Regions from separate parts of the Gossypium arboreum genome. Here regions 1 and 2 are each linked to region 3. The links are chromatin contacts, called in public Hi-C maps. All regions are on one chromosome and are shown on one strand. Each heading gives the region's core, a stretch centred on a gene start, on an enhancer-like site or on the middle of the called end of the contact. The rest is flanking DNA. Distances are from core to core; before and after follow the strand shown. Region 1 holds the start of LOC108453320 (probable galacturonosyltransferase-like 9). Region 2 holds the start of LOC108453710 (DExH-box ATP-dependent RNA helicase DExH15 chloroplastic). Region 3 holds the start of LOC108453243 (glycosyltransferase family 92 protein RCOM_0530710).

Region 1 (4,534 bases), core at 1,515-4,014, 500 kb before region 3:
TTGTGTCAATATCTTCTTGCCTGAAAAAAAAAAAAAAGATCTATTGAGATTGAGGAGGCCAGACTAGCAGATGAATACGGGTTCAATCACATTGACTCGTTTCTTGAAATAACCAGACTAAAATCCATATGACTATTTCATCTTCCCCAGCGCATTAGGGTCCATGCAAACCTATTAGCCTCTACAAAGATTCTTGCACAAAGGTTAAGGTCAAGCTTATCTCCCATTTTTACTCTACCTTATTTTCCAAGAAACCATTCATTCGATGAAATCCAAGAAAGGAAATGCTTTGAATTAGAAAAGCTCTGATTTTCTTCAATTTTCCTTTTCACCCAAGAAAAGCTGCAGGAAATTGAAATTCAGAAATCCGAGAAAAATTCAAAGGGAAACTAAGGAGGTAGGGTTATTCATCTCTCACTCAGTTCGATTATGTACAACAAACAAATATAAATCACGAAAATCACCATTGTTTCTAGAAGTGAAAAAAAGAGAGATCAAAACAAATAGCTGGGGTATTCAAAGAAATTGGCAAAAGCAGAAGGAAAAGATTGGTGTTTGATTAAATTCCCTTTGTAAAGATCATAGGATTCCCAAATATGATCAAGAGGGCACGGGTTTCCACCATCCAGTCGAACCCATGGCTTCCCTTTCCCACTCCAATGCAACAAGCTGACCGGACCCGGATGCAACGACCGACATGAACCTCGTATATTGTCCCCTCCAAGCCCATGTTGGTTCCATCTATGATCAATGCCTTCTACATTCCCAGCAAATACCAGCAAATAGGGTGGCAATGAGCCCAACTCGTATATCTTTTTTTTCCTTTGTATTTCCATCCAATTCTCTATTCTTTTCCTGTAATTCCCTTCTCTCCAACGCACTAAATCCATTACCATTACTCCCGTGTTGAAATAACACGGCTTTCTGGAGCGGAAAACCCGGGATATTACCGGGTCCGACCAGAACCCGGCCGTGAAATACTTGGTGAAGTTTGCATGGCAGTATTCGGGTGCGCCGATGACTCGAGAGTTGGTCAACGTTGTGTTCCAGAGTTTGAGGATGTCATCGACGAGGACCAGGTCTGAGTCGAGATAAATGACTCGGTCTACTTGGAGATCCAACATGTCCCCGAGGTAGTTCCGAGCGTAGTTCAGTGGGTTCTCGAGGGCTTGCCGGATTGAAGAAGAGATCAAGTTGATCACTGTGTCTTCGCGGAAGATGTAGATTCTGAAGTTGAGTGAAGGGAATGTGGAGCGAACGAGTTTGCTCAAGACTCTTGGACTCGCGGGGTCGAACACGGCGGCAATGAAGTGAAAGAAGATGTTTTCAGGACACGAAGCGTGGCGGACGACGGAGTGGATGGCGGCGATCGACCCCCGCAAGTATTCAAAGTCTAAAGTCATTGCCACTTGGACTAAATTGCGGTCGCCGGAGGAAACCGGACACTCCACTCCGTTACGGTAATACGGTGCCTCCGGAAACCGGAACCCCAACCCATCTCCTCCGACTGTGGTCCGAATAGCAAGACAAAACCATACCGTGAGCAAGAAATGAAGAAGTAAAAGGGCGGCCGCATATAAAATAAAACGCATTATTCTTCAAAAAAGAAAAAAACCAAGAAAAAGAGAGACCGTTTCTTTTCAACTTTCAGTCGAAAAATAAGAAGATTATGGTCTTCGGCTTCATTGTAAGCGAAAACGCAGCTTATTGAAGGATCATTGTTATTACCCAATAGGAGTGTTTGGATTTTTTTCCTGCATAAGGGTTGGGTCTTTTGTGTTTTAAATGACAAATGAGGAAACTGGAGATGGAAGAAAAGAATGGGATGTTGCACCATCGGAGATTTCTTCAAATATCCTTTTTTATGCTTTGTTTCGGAATATGTAGATTTGGGCAAATATTTTTCTTTCTTTTTTTTTTTTTAATCAAGATTCTGTTGGTTGGGACGTTGGTTGGGACGTTGATGGCCTTTTAAAATGAGATAATTTTTTAACAAACTTTTTTTTTCCCTCTTCCATTCTGTTATCCTTCAAGTGTTCATATATCTGCATTTTGCTAAATGGGACCTCCTCCCCTGTCAACCGAAAAGCAAGGAGGTTGGGGTTAAAGCCGTTTTAGTTCAAAAAGGATACTTGGGGCCAACAGGACTCCCTGTCAGTAAAACCCAAACTGAGCCGTTCGATCTTTGCATAAACAGGTCTAGAGTGGCAGGCAGCTATTGAATGGGGTTAAGGCAAAGTACACACTAATCATTTCTCACACACCTACGCGCAAGCTTCCTCTTTCTTTGTGGAAAAACTATCTTCCCAGTAAAGACCAGGATATATTAATACTGGATGTGCCGTGCCAACAGAGCTGTGAGACCTATGATCGCATTCACATGTTCACGGACCGCATCTTTGCCCAGCTTGTTTGGTTCGCTACTAAATTAGGACTTGGTATTGATGGTTTCTCCATATTCCAAAATTGTATCCCATGAGCACGATTTTCCTACTAGCTACTGGCTTGTATTCAAATCAGTCGAGGAGTTAGTGACCACTTGTGTGAAAGACTTCTTCAGCAATAACCCCCTGGAGATCTCTATCAATAATGAGATTAACAGCACGACCGGTTTGATACTCACCTTACAGGAACATACGAAGCTACGGAGGTATATGGCAACTCAAGCCAACCGGGTACTGCCTCTGCTTATAGTAGTGAATGTTCGTATCTTTGCTGACTGTTAAGACTTGTAAATTCGGGAAACATTATATTAAAAGATTCCTCGTTGATTCAATTTTCATGTAGCGACATGGATCATTAATTTCAGGTAAAGCTAATAAAGAATGAATCTGACGAAACTTACCTTTGAGCTATAAATGAGAGAGCATAAAAGCTCTTCTCCATTTGAAGAAAAGAATAATCATGCATTGCTTCTCTCAGAAATGCAACCTATTTAATCAAATCATAGGTAATGTAAAACCGTGGGATAAACCACAACATTACACATAACAACTCCGTCCATAATCTATAGAGAGGAACCAAATAAAGTATTCTATACAAATACAAATAGAAGTGCAAAATCAAATTGATAGCCGGGAAATCAGATCACCTTCCCTAGCTGCTTTATTTCTTTTCAGTCTTGCAAGATTGATTGGTGGGCAACGAATTAAAAATTAGTGAACTCACTCCAGAGAAGCCTCAAACTATGGAAGTGTAGCTCTTACTTCTTTCCTATCTGCTCCAAATGACTGCGGATGAAACAAAATGATAACAATAATATTAAATCAGACAGAGACCATTCCAGTGACCTTTGGATCATTCATTCATTTATTGAACAGGTTGAATCAGATTATTCAGTTACAAAATAATATTAAATATGAATATTCATGCATTACTTCTCTCACAAATGCAACCTATTTATTGAACATTTAGTCGCTGAACTTTTTCTTGGTCCATATTAGTCTTGAAACTTAAAAGGTTTTCCCGATTTGTCCCTGAACTTGGATTCGAAATCATGTCACATCATTGCCTAAACTTTTTTTAAAAACTTTTAAAACATTTTATATTTTTCTAATAATTATCTTTGTGCTTTTTCAAGATTTTATATATATTTTAAAAAATTTTCAAGTAATGATCTCAGAGTACCATGTCATCACTTTAATGGAATCTAAGTTCGGGGACCAAATTGGGAATAGTTATCAAGTTCCAGGACTAATGATTCAAGGATCAAATTGCGAAAAATTACAAGTTAAGAGACTAAATGTTGCTTTATTTCTAAATATGTATTTAATTTAATAAATATGGGTACTAAGAAGTTAAAAGTTCAAATTTAATAACTTACAAAAATAGTTTTAATTAAAAATCAATTTTTTATCATTCTTTTCAAATTATTATCAGTTGAATGGACTTGCTAGAAGGATAAGGTTCTTATCTCACGGTAAGCAATCATGTAAGCAAAAATTCAAAATTTACTGACGAATTGAATTAAGAAACCTTAGCGAAGATAATGATAGGCAAATACTGTAAATGTATTTATATCTTAAGCAAATGATTCTGACCTCAACACCCAAACCTTTCGCATACACATTTGTGAAGAGTTCAGAAGGTTCAGGCATTGGACTTTCCTAAAAAGGAAAAAAGAAGAATTTTAGTATCCACAAATAACTAAACAAAACTTCAGTAAACATAAAATACAAATAAACTCATTAAAAAAAAAAAAAACTCAGAATGAAAGCAGCAAAAAATTTCTAACCTTAGCTTGAGCAATTGCATCATCTACCTCTTTTCTCACTTCCTTTTCAACATCCTGAAATATTTTCCATATTTTGATATTTTCACTACCCAAAACAATACATAACAACATTTGAATGCTGATAGTTCCAAAAGTGACTCAAATACCTTCAACTCTTTTTCAGTAGCTAGATCATGAGACAATATCAGCTTCCTGATTCTTTCAATTGGATCACGCTCCTAGAAACATACATCTAGAATGTCAGTTTTGTATTACTTGATTAAATTACAAGAATAAATTGATTAAATTACAAGAATAAAT
Region 2 (4,470 bases), core at 1,206-3,705, 280 kb before region 3:
GTCTGAATCTGAAAGGGAGTTTATAGTATACAATGATGCGTCGCATGTTGGATTGGGTTATATTCTGATATAGGATGGTAAGGTTGTGGCTTATGCGTCCCGTCAGCTTAAGACTCATGAGGCTAACTATCTGACGCATGACCTTGAGTTAGCTGCTATAGTCTTTGCACTGAAAACTTAGAGGCACTATCTGTATGGTGAGAGATGTATTATCTACACCGACCACAAAAGCCTCAAGTACCTCCTCACTCAGAAAGAGTTGAATCTTAGATAGCGTTGATGGATTAAGCTTCTTAAGGACTACGATTGCACGATAGAGTATCATCTGGGTAAAGCCAATGTGGTGGCTGATGCTCTGAGTTGTAGGGCGATGTCTGATCTAAGGGCGATGTTCGCTCATCTTAGTCTATTTGATGATGGGAGTTTATTGGCTGAGTTACAAGTTAAGCTGACTTGGATTGATTAGATTCGAGATAAACAGATAATAGATGAGACGGTAGGTGTGTGATTCTATCAGGTTGAGAGTGGTACTACTGCAAATTTTGGATTGAATAGTAATGGTATTATGTACTTTCGAGGTCGGATTTGTGTGTCGAATGATTTTGATCTGAGGCAGTCTATTCTGAGGGAGGCGCATAGTAGCCCTTACGCTATTCATCTCGGTAGTAATAAGATGTATTGCGAACTTCGCGAGTTGTACTGGTAGCCGAGTTTGAAGCGTGAGGTTACTGACTTTATGGCTCGATGTCTGACGTGCCAACAAGTTAAGGCTATACACCAGTTGTCTTCGGGTTTATTGCAGCCAGTCAAGATTCCCTTATGGAAATGGGAACGAGTAACTATGGATTTTGTTAGTGGGTTGCCCCTGACACCCACTAAGAAGGATTCTGTTTGGGTCATCGTGGATCAATTGACCAAGTCTGCTCACTTCATTCTGGTTCGAGCTGATTACTCTCTACAAAAGCTAGCGAAGTTGTACATTTCTAAGATTGTAAGACTGCATGAGATCCCTGTCTCGATCATTTCCGATAGAGATCCTCGCTTCACTTCTCAATTCTGTAAGAAATTACACGAGGCTCTGGGTTCAAGGTTGGACTTCAGTACTACGTTCCATCCTTAGACCGATGGTCAATCTGAGACGGTGATTTAGATACTGGAGGATATGTGTTGGAGTTGCGTGATTGATTTCCAAGATAGTTGGGAGGATTATCTGCCACTAACTGAGTTTGCCTATAATAACAGTTTCCAAGCTACTATTTAGATGGCATCTTATAAGGCTTTGTATGGTCATAAGTGTCGTACTCCGTTGTGTTGGACTGATTCGGGCGAACATCGAGTTTTGGGTCCTGAATTGGTTTCCGAGACTGTTTATCCATAAATGAATATGTTTGGCATTTAATTACACGTGCATATGAATATTTTATAAATTGACTGTAGTTGCTCTAACAACAACTGTAGCACCTTGTAACTTAAACCCGACGACCGGGTCGGGCGAGGGGTTTTATAGATAACTAGTGAGCCAATATTTGCTTTTATTTTGCTTTGCATGTAATAAACATTGATGATAATATACAAGGGTACTAATGCAATTTATAAATATTTTTATTAAATCAATTTGTTTGAAAAATACAAGTATACAAAATGAATATATTACATTTAGGGCACTAGATCCAGCAATAACTTTTTTATTAATTCATTTACTCACTTGCTGTTCACCTAGCCCTTTTAATGAATTATTATTTCACTAATTCACTTATTACTATTGGCATCAATATTCTCTTATTGAATCTTCTTCTAATCTATCACTACTTGCACTTGTCATCAATGCCATTCTATTCATATCTTTTTTAGCTCACATTGAAATTTTACTTCCAATTATCAATAATTGTAACATTTAGCCCTTAGTAAACTCTAGCAAAATTCATTTGGATACTCGAGATTTCAACCAAACACTATACACTAATTTGCACTAAAGTTGTAACCAACCTTACACCAAATCACTTAAGGTCCTCACTATACACTTGCGTGTTATGCTATATGGCATGAATATTTGTCTTCACACTAAACACTGTCTTCAAAACAAAGCATGTACATATTTATTAGTATGCTAATTGTGCCCCTACTATTTCACTAAGTTTACTAGGACATTGCACTTTTAAGGTTGTTTGTCACATTTTCAAAATCTATATTGTACACCATTACCACACAATAACTCATGTACACATAATTACATATACATTTCTAATATTATTTGTTTTAAAAGCCATTAATGATCACTTGTTTATTAAGTATTACTTTGTGCATTTTACTGATTCATTTATCACTATATGAACACTTTACTCATCATTGTAATTTAGTAGTTCATTTATTTTGAAATAATTTGATAAAATATATATATATATATATATATTTTTTTTTTTTTGAAGTAAAGAAATCCTGATACCAAAAAAAAATCTAGTGTAACGCTGGCTGAAGTAGATAACAAAACGAAGCAAAGATATTCTGTTATTTATATATAACAAAATAAATATTCAAACCGCCGGCGGTTCAATTTTGTATTGGTTGGTATCCAAATGGATTGTCCAGTGGTGTAAGTAACTCGGTCTACAATAACGCTAAGCAACTCCCGCCATGAACACTCTCTCAATCCTCACTCTTCCTTCTCTATTCCGACAAACCAAACACTCCCAATTCCCTCACTTCCGCTGCATTTCTCAATCCCTACCTTTCCCTCGCCCTTCTTCCATCTTCTCTCCGCTTTCTTTTCGTCTCTCTTTCAAATCCCCTCGCTCTCCCTTCTCCGCTGAGCCCCAACTCTCTGAAGAGGAACTCGAAGATGACGAAGACGACGATGATTTTGAAGCTGCGGATGAATACGACGAATACGAAGACATTTCCGGTGAAGTTTCCGACCATGTCCAACCGAGCGAAGACGAAGATGAAGACGATACCGAAAACGAAAAAGAAATCTCAGTGGATTCATCCAACTGGCAGAAAGAATCCACTTGGCAACGAGTTGAAAAGCTTTGTAATCTAGTTAAGGAATTGGGGGAGGAAATGATTGACGTCGATGCACTCGCTGATATTTACGATTTTCGCATTGATAAATTTCAGGTTCCTTATTTTTAATATGTTCTTTAAAGAAAAAAAGAAGAAGAATTTGAAGTTCTAATGATCTTGCCCTTGTATTTTGAAGAGAATGGCGATAGAAGCGTTTTTAAGGGGTTCGTCTGTGGTGGTTTCAGCGCCCACCAGCAGCGGAAAGACTTTAATTGCGGAAGCTGCTGCCGTGGCGACGGTAGCCAGGAGGAGGAGGTTATTCTATACAACCCCGCTTAAGGCATTATCCAATCAAAAGTTTCGACAGTTTAGGTAATTAGAGCTATTTTCTTCCCCTCTCAACATGCATAATGAATTATAGTTTTCGTTTTTTATTATGTTTTTCAAATAATTTTAAGTTTCATTACTTTGTAAGTGGTTTTGGGTTGAAACATGCTATTAATGCATTAAAATTTAAAATTTAAACCTCACCATAATTGTAGAGTTCATATGGCCTCCAGGCTCCAAATAACTTTCAAGGGGCCCTGCCACTATAAATAGTGGGATTGGGTCATGCTTACATTGTAGTGCAAATAATTATAGGTGATATGAACCCTTCGAGCTGATATAGTGATCTTTGTTGTTTTAGGGAGACATTTGGGGATAATAATGTGGGCCTTCTCACAGGAGATTCTGCTGTCAACAAGGATGCTCAGATTTTAGTCTTGACTACAGAGATTCTGCGGAACATGTTGTATAATAGGTACTTCGGATAACAGTTTCAAGAATTTCATGGTATGAGTGGTGGAAGAATTGTACTTGGTATTTCCAAAGCATAAGCATGACATTTGTGCAGCTTTGATGTGAATGGCACCAGTATCTAGTGCATATTAATTAGTCACTGTATTATATACTTTTATGTATTAAGTATGGTATATCACTTTGCAACTTGTGGTAGCAATTTCTACGTTCATCTAGGTATTTCATGTTTCAATTTCAAGTTGCTACCTCCATAAGTTTCCTTCTTAATGTTCTTGTTAAGTGGTAATTTTAAGCATGTCGGTTTTGGATATGTTGATGCAGTGTTGGAATGGCTTCTTCTGGGAGTGGTCTTTTTCATGTTGATGTGATTGTTCTTGATGAGGTTCATTATTTAAGTGACATATCTCGGGGTACTGTGTGGGAGGAGATTGTGAGTTTATCTGATTTTTGAATCTCATTTATATCTAGAATGTCAATGGCAAAACATTTTCACCAAGTTCTGAAATATTTTCAGGTGATTTATTGCCCTAAAGAAGTTCAACTTATATGCTTGTCAGCGACAGTTGCTAATCCAGATGAGCTAGCTGGTTGGATTAGTCAGGTACCATTCCTTGTCTTATTATATCATATGTTTCAGCACTGATATTAGTTCAGATGTTTGAGAGTTGT
Region 3 (3,983 bases), core at 422-2,921:
TAGAAAGTAAAAGACAAATGAACGTTTTTATTTTTTTGAAGGTGAGGTCTGGGAAAGGGGAAATTTTCTACCCTTACTATATTCAGTTGGACCCTCTCTCTCTTCATGTTCATTTGAGTGATAAAATAAGGTTGAAAAATAGATTTATTTTCATAATGATTAATTAATAGTTTTTTTAAATTAATAACATAAATTATGTAAATTAAATTTTAAACCGATTCTATTAAGTTTTGTATAATGAAAAACTTTAATACTGAATAAAAGAATTACTTAATCCCTTATTTCCCAAGTTTGTTGCCTTTAAGCCCCAAAAGTGTTGAGTAAAATGGAAGGAAACTTTTTTTTTTTTTTTGAACGATAAATGAAAGGAAACTTCATAACAAACATAAAACGACAAATTAATAAATATATTTTATACTGAAAGAAGAAAGAAGAAAGAAAGAAAGAAAAGAATGAAACGTGTAAAGAATGCGTGTAAGGGTGAATGGTATGCATATGCTTTTACCGACTTTAATGTTTAAATACCAAATGCTAGGAAACACGCTTAAACGTTATCATCAGAATCGGTGGATAAAAGCATATATATCCTGTGGTAAATATAAATATGATTATTATGCTTAAAAGTGTTGTCATTTCATATCTTTTTTTATTAAAATTTATATTTAAACTGCATAATTCTATAACTTATTTAAAATTATACTATAAAATTATAATATAATCATTATTTAATTTGTTATTAGTGTATACAGTTAATACATTAAATATTAATCTTTTTATTAGATTTGTATCGTATTTAAAACTATAACTCCATAATAAATTATATATTTCAATTTATACTAATAAATTAAAACATGAAATGTGGCATATTATCAAACATTATATATATATATTAATTTTTTATGAAATAAAATAAAATTGACAGCTTAAGTAATTCAAGGTTACTAAGCCTTTTATCTCGTATGCCTTCTAAGTGTCCCATAAATATTATAATAACTTTATTTAAAAAGTAAATTTTATCTAAAATTATTGTCTTTTAACCGTATCATAAAAGATAAATAAGAATAGAAAATACCTTATTAGGAAAGTATTTTAAAATTAAAGCTTAATCATTTAATTAATTTGACTTTTATCTTTTTTAATTAAATTTCACCTTTAACATTTTAAAAATAGTCAAATCACTTTTTAAACAAAATGTTACTAAAATATTAATTTTTTAACAATGTTAACGTAAATTAACAACTTACATAACAATTCAAATATTCTTTCAAGCTAATATAATACTATTTATTTTATATACCATGTCAAAAATAATTAAAAATATTTAAAATTCAAAATATTCATAAAAATGGAAAATTTTGATGTTGATTACCATTCAAATTGTCACGTTTAAGAATTTAATATTTTAATAAATATTTTCAATTAAAAAATAATTTAACACTTTCTAAAAGCTTGATAATTAAATTAAATTTTTTTTAAAAATTAAGGAACAAATTTAACTTCAAAAAATAAAATATTAAAGACAAAATTTGACATTATGCCTAGAATTAATAATTAAAAATAATATAAACTAAAATTAATTTATAAACACGAATTAAATAAATTTAAAAGATTCTATAAAAGAATATAAAAACAAAAATAAAAATAAAAAGAGGAGAAAGGAAAGAAAAGGAAGACCAACACAGCACATCACCTTTGAACATCTATGATTGAGCATAACCACCTGTCCATTGTCTTAGACCAAATAAATAAATAAATAAACCGTCTATTAAAAAGAAATTCATAGCAAACCAAATAGAAAAAGAAAAAGAAAAAGAAAAAGCTTACCTCTCTGTCTGTCTCCCCCACTCAGTGCTTTGACGGCTGCCATTAACGCGTGTCGCTACTGCTTCAGGCGAGGCCCCTTCCAGATCTGAGCCCTCCCAAGAACTCCACTCATCATTTCCTCACATCTCTCTTTTTTATTATTATTCTTTCTTGGCTTCGGATTTGTATTTTGGATTTCCGAAAAAATATGGAGTCGGAGCAGCGTTTGAAGCGGAAGAGGATCTACAGGCCCTACACCCGAGCTCAGTTTTTGTCACGGAGGTCCTTAATCTTGTGCCTTTCTTTCTTCGTTTTCCTCATGTTCTTGTCTTCGGAGAGGTTCCCGATCCGAACGGTGTCGTTTCACCCAGTTGTGAGCGTCCCCAGTCTTTCTATCCTCTCCAAAAATTCCCTTCAAGATTCTTTTCATGCTAAGTTACGGTTTCCTTTGAGCGTCGAAGACCGAGTTTTGTTCCCCGATCACTTGCTCCTGCTTGTATCCGACAAGATCGATGAAGCTGAAAAGTTGGACTGTGTTTACCACAAGGTTTTGAATCATAAGGATGTTGTTCGTCAACGGGTTTTGTCTGTGGATGAATTCGATGGATTTCGATCGGTTGTTAGGTGCCCTCTTCCAGCATGGAATTACTCGGTTGCTGCGGGTTTGATGTGGCGAGGACATGGGGTTGATTATAGTTTGTCTTTGAGGAGTAATCGGACGGTTCATTCGTGGGATAGATTGGTTTATGAAGCGGCATTCGATGGGAAAACTGCCGTTGTTTTCGCTAAAGGGTTGAATCTTCGACCACATAAAGAATCTGATCCGAATAGGTTCATGTGCCAATTTGGTTTGAAGAATTCGGATGAAGAAGATGAAGGGTTTGTGGTATTGACTGAAGCAATAGTGGCTGCACAGGAGGTGGTTAGGTGTTCATTGCCCAGCAGTATAAGAAATAATCCGGACTCGGCTCAGGGGATTCGAGTTACAGTTGTTCTTGCCAGCAGGAATGATGTCAAACTTGTACGGATGCCATCTGCAGTTAGATTTCGCAATTCCAGATCCTATGATTACAGGAGGAATCGGATGAGGCATAAGGAGAACATTGCTATGCCTTCTGTAGCTAAACTATACAATTCGAAGTCTTACCAGACAAAAAGGAATGACGGGAAATTCGAGCTTTGTGCCTGCACCATGCTCTGGAACCAGGCACCGGCACTGCGGGAGTGGATTATGTACCATACCTGGCTCGGAGTTGAACGTTGGTTCATTTATGACAATAATAGTGATGATGGAATTCAAGATGTTATCGAAGAACTTGATTTTCAAGACTATAATGTTAGCAGACATACCTGGCCATGGATTAAAACTCAAGAGGCAGGATTTTCACATTGTGCTTTGAGAGCAAGAAATGAGTGTAAATGGGTAGGATTCTTCGATGTCGATGAGTTCTACTACTTCCCTCGTCATCACCGGAGAGGGTTACCAGGTCAGAATTTACTAAGATCCCTAGTAGCAAATTACTCGTCATCACGGATGATTGCAGAGATAAGAACAGCTTGTCACAGCTTTGGACCATCCGGATTGAGCTCACCACCATTGCAAGGAGTAACTGTAGGTTACACTTGCCGGCTCCAAAGCCCTGAGCGACACAAATCCATTGTACGCCCTGATTTGCTCAACGAAACTCTTCTCAATGTGGTGCACCACTTCCAGCTGAAAAAGGGATTTAGGTACCTGAATGTACCCGAAAGTTCTATCATAATAAACCACTACAAGTACCAGGTATGGGAGACCTTTAGAGCAAAGTTCTTCAGAAGGGTTGCAACATATGTTGTTGACTGGCAAGAAAACCAGAACCAGGGGTCAAAAGACCGAGCCCCAGGGCTAGGAACCGAGGCCATTGAACCACCAAACTGGCGAAAGCAGTTCTGCGAAGTCTGGGACACTGGTCTGAGAGACTTTGTCCTAGCAAATTTAGCCGATCCTGCCACAGGATGCTTACCCTGGGAGAAGTCTCTTCTGTAACAATACCAAATATGATTGCTTCCAAGCTTGGTGCCCATGGGAAACAGTGTAATGACAACAACAAAACACATTCTTTTCATTTTTTTTCTTTTGCATTTTTATCTGATTTTTTTAGACATGAGATCTATTGATTATAGGTTCTTACACGGCTGTA

What was found. Hi-C and Micro-C count contacts between places; a contact is called where the count stands out from the background.
Region 1: a contact with region 3 is called in a Hi-C map of leaf, with 3 times the contacts expected there. The contact joins the promoter of LOC108453320 here to the promoter of LOC108453243 in region 3. A contact is called at or near these places in 2 of 5 Hi-C or Micro-C datasets (both in leaf).
Region 2: a contact with region 3 is called in a Hi-C map of leaf, with 4 times the contacts expected there. The contact joins the promoter of LOC108453710 here to the promoter of LOC108453243 in region 3. A contact is called at or near these places in 2 of 5 Hi-C or Micro-C datasets (both in leaf).

Annotation. Positions count from the first base shown.
Region 1 is chr5:67,860,995-67,865,528 of ASM2569848v2, forward strand. LOC108453320 (probable galacturonosyltransferase-like 9) reads right to left here and starts at 2,765. Exons shown (of 1, transcript XM_017751349.2): 1 at 448-2,765. The coding sequence starts at 1,592. The coding sequence ends at 495. It overlaps LOC108450833 (pyruvate dehydrogenase E1 component subunit alpha, mitochondrial), which reads right to left. Exons shown (of 8, transcript XM_017748606.2): 5 at 4,381-4,452; 6 at 4,235-4,288; 7 at 4,041-4,106; 8 at 2,914-3,230. The coding sequence ends at 3,186.
Region 2 is chr5:68,077,054-68,081,523 of ASM2569848v2, forward strand. LOC108453710 (DExH-box ATP-dependent RNA helicase DExH15 chloroplastic) reads left to right here and starts at 2,456. Exons shown (of 8, transcript XM_017751979.2): 1 at 2,456-3,114; 2 at 3,197-3,372; 3 at 3,689-3,802; 4 at 4,123-4,231; 5 at 4,316-4,402. The coding sequence starts at 2,632.
Region 3 is chr5:68,362,630-68,366,612 of ASM2569848v2, forward strand. LOC108453243 (glycosyltransferase family 92 protein RCOM_0530710) reads left to right here and starts at 1,672. Exons shown (of 1, transcript XM_017751238.2): 1 at 1,672-3,983. The coding sequence starts at 2,012. The coding sequence ends at 3,829.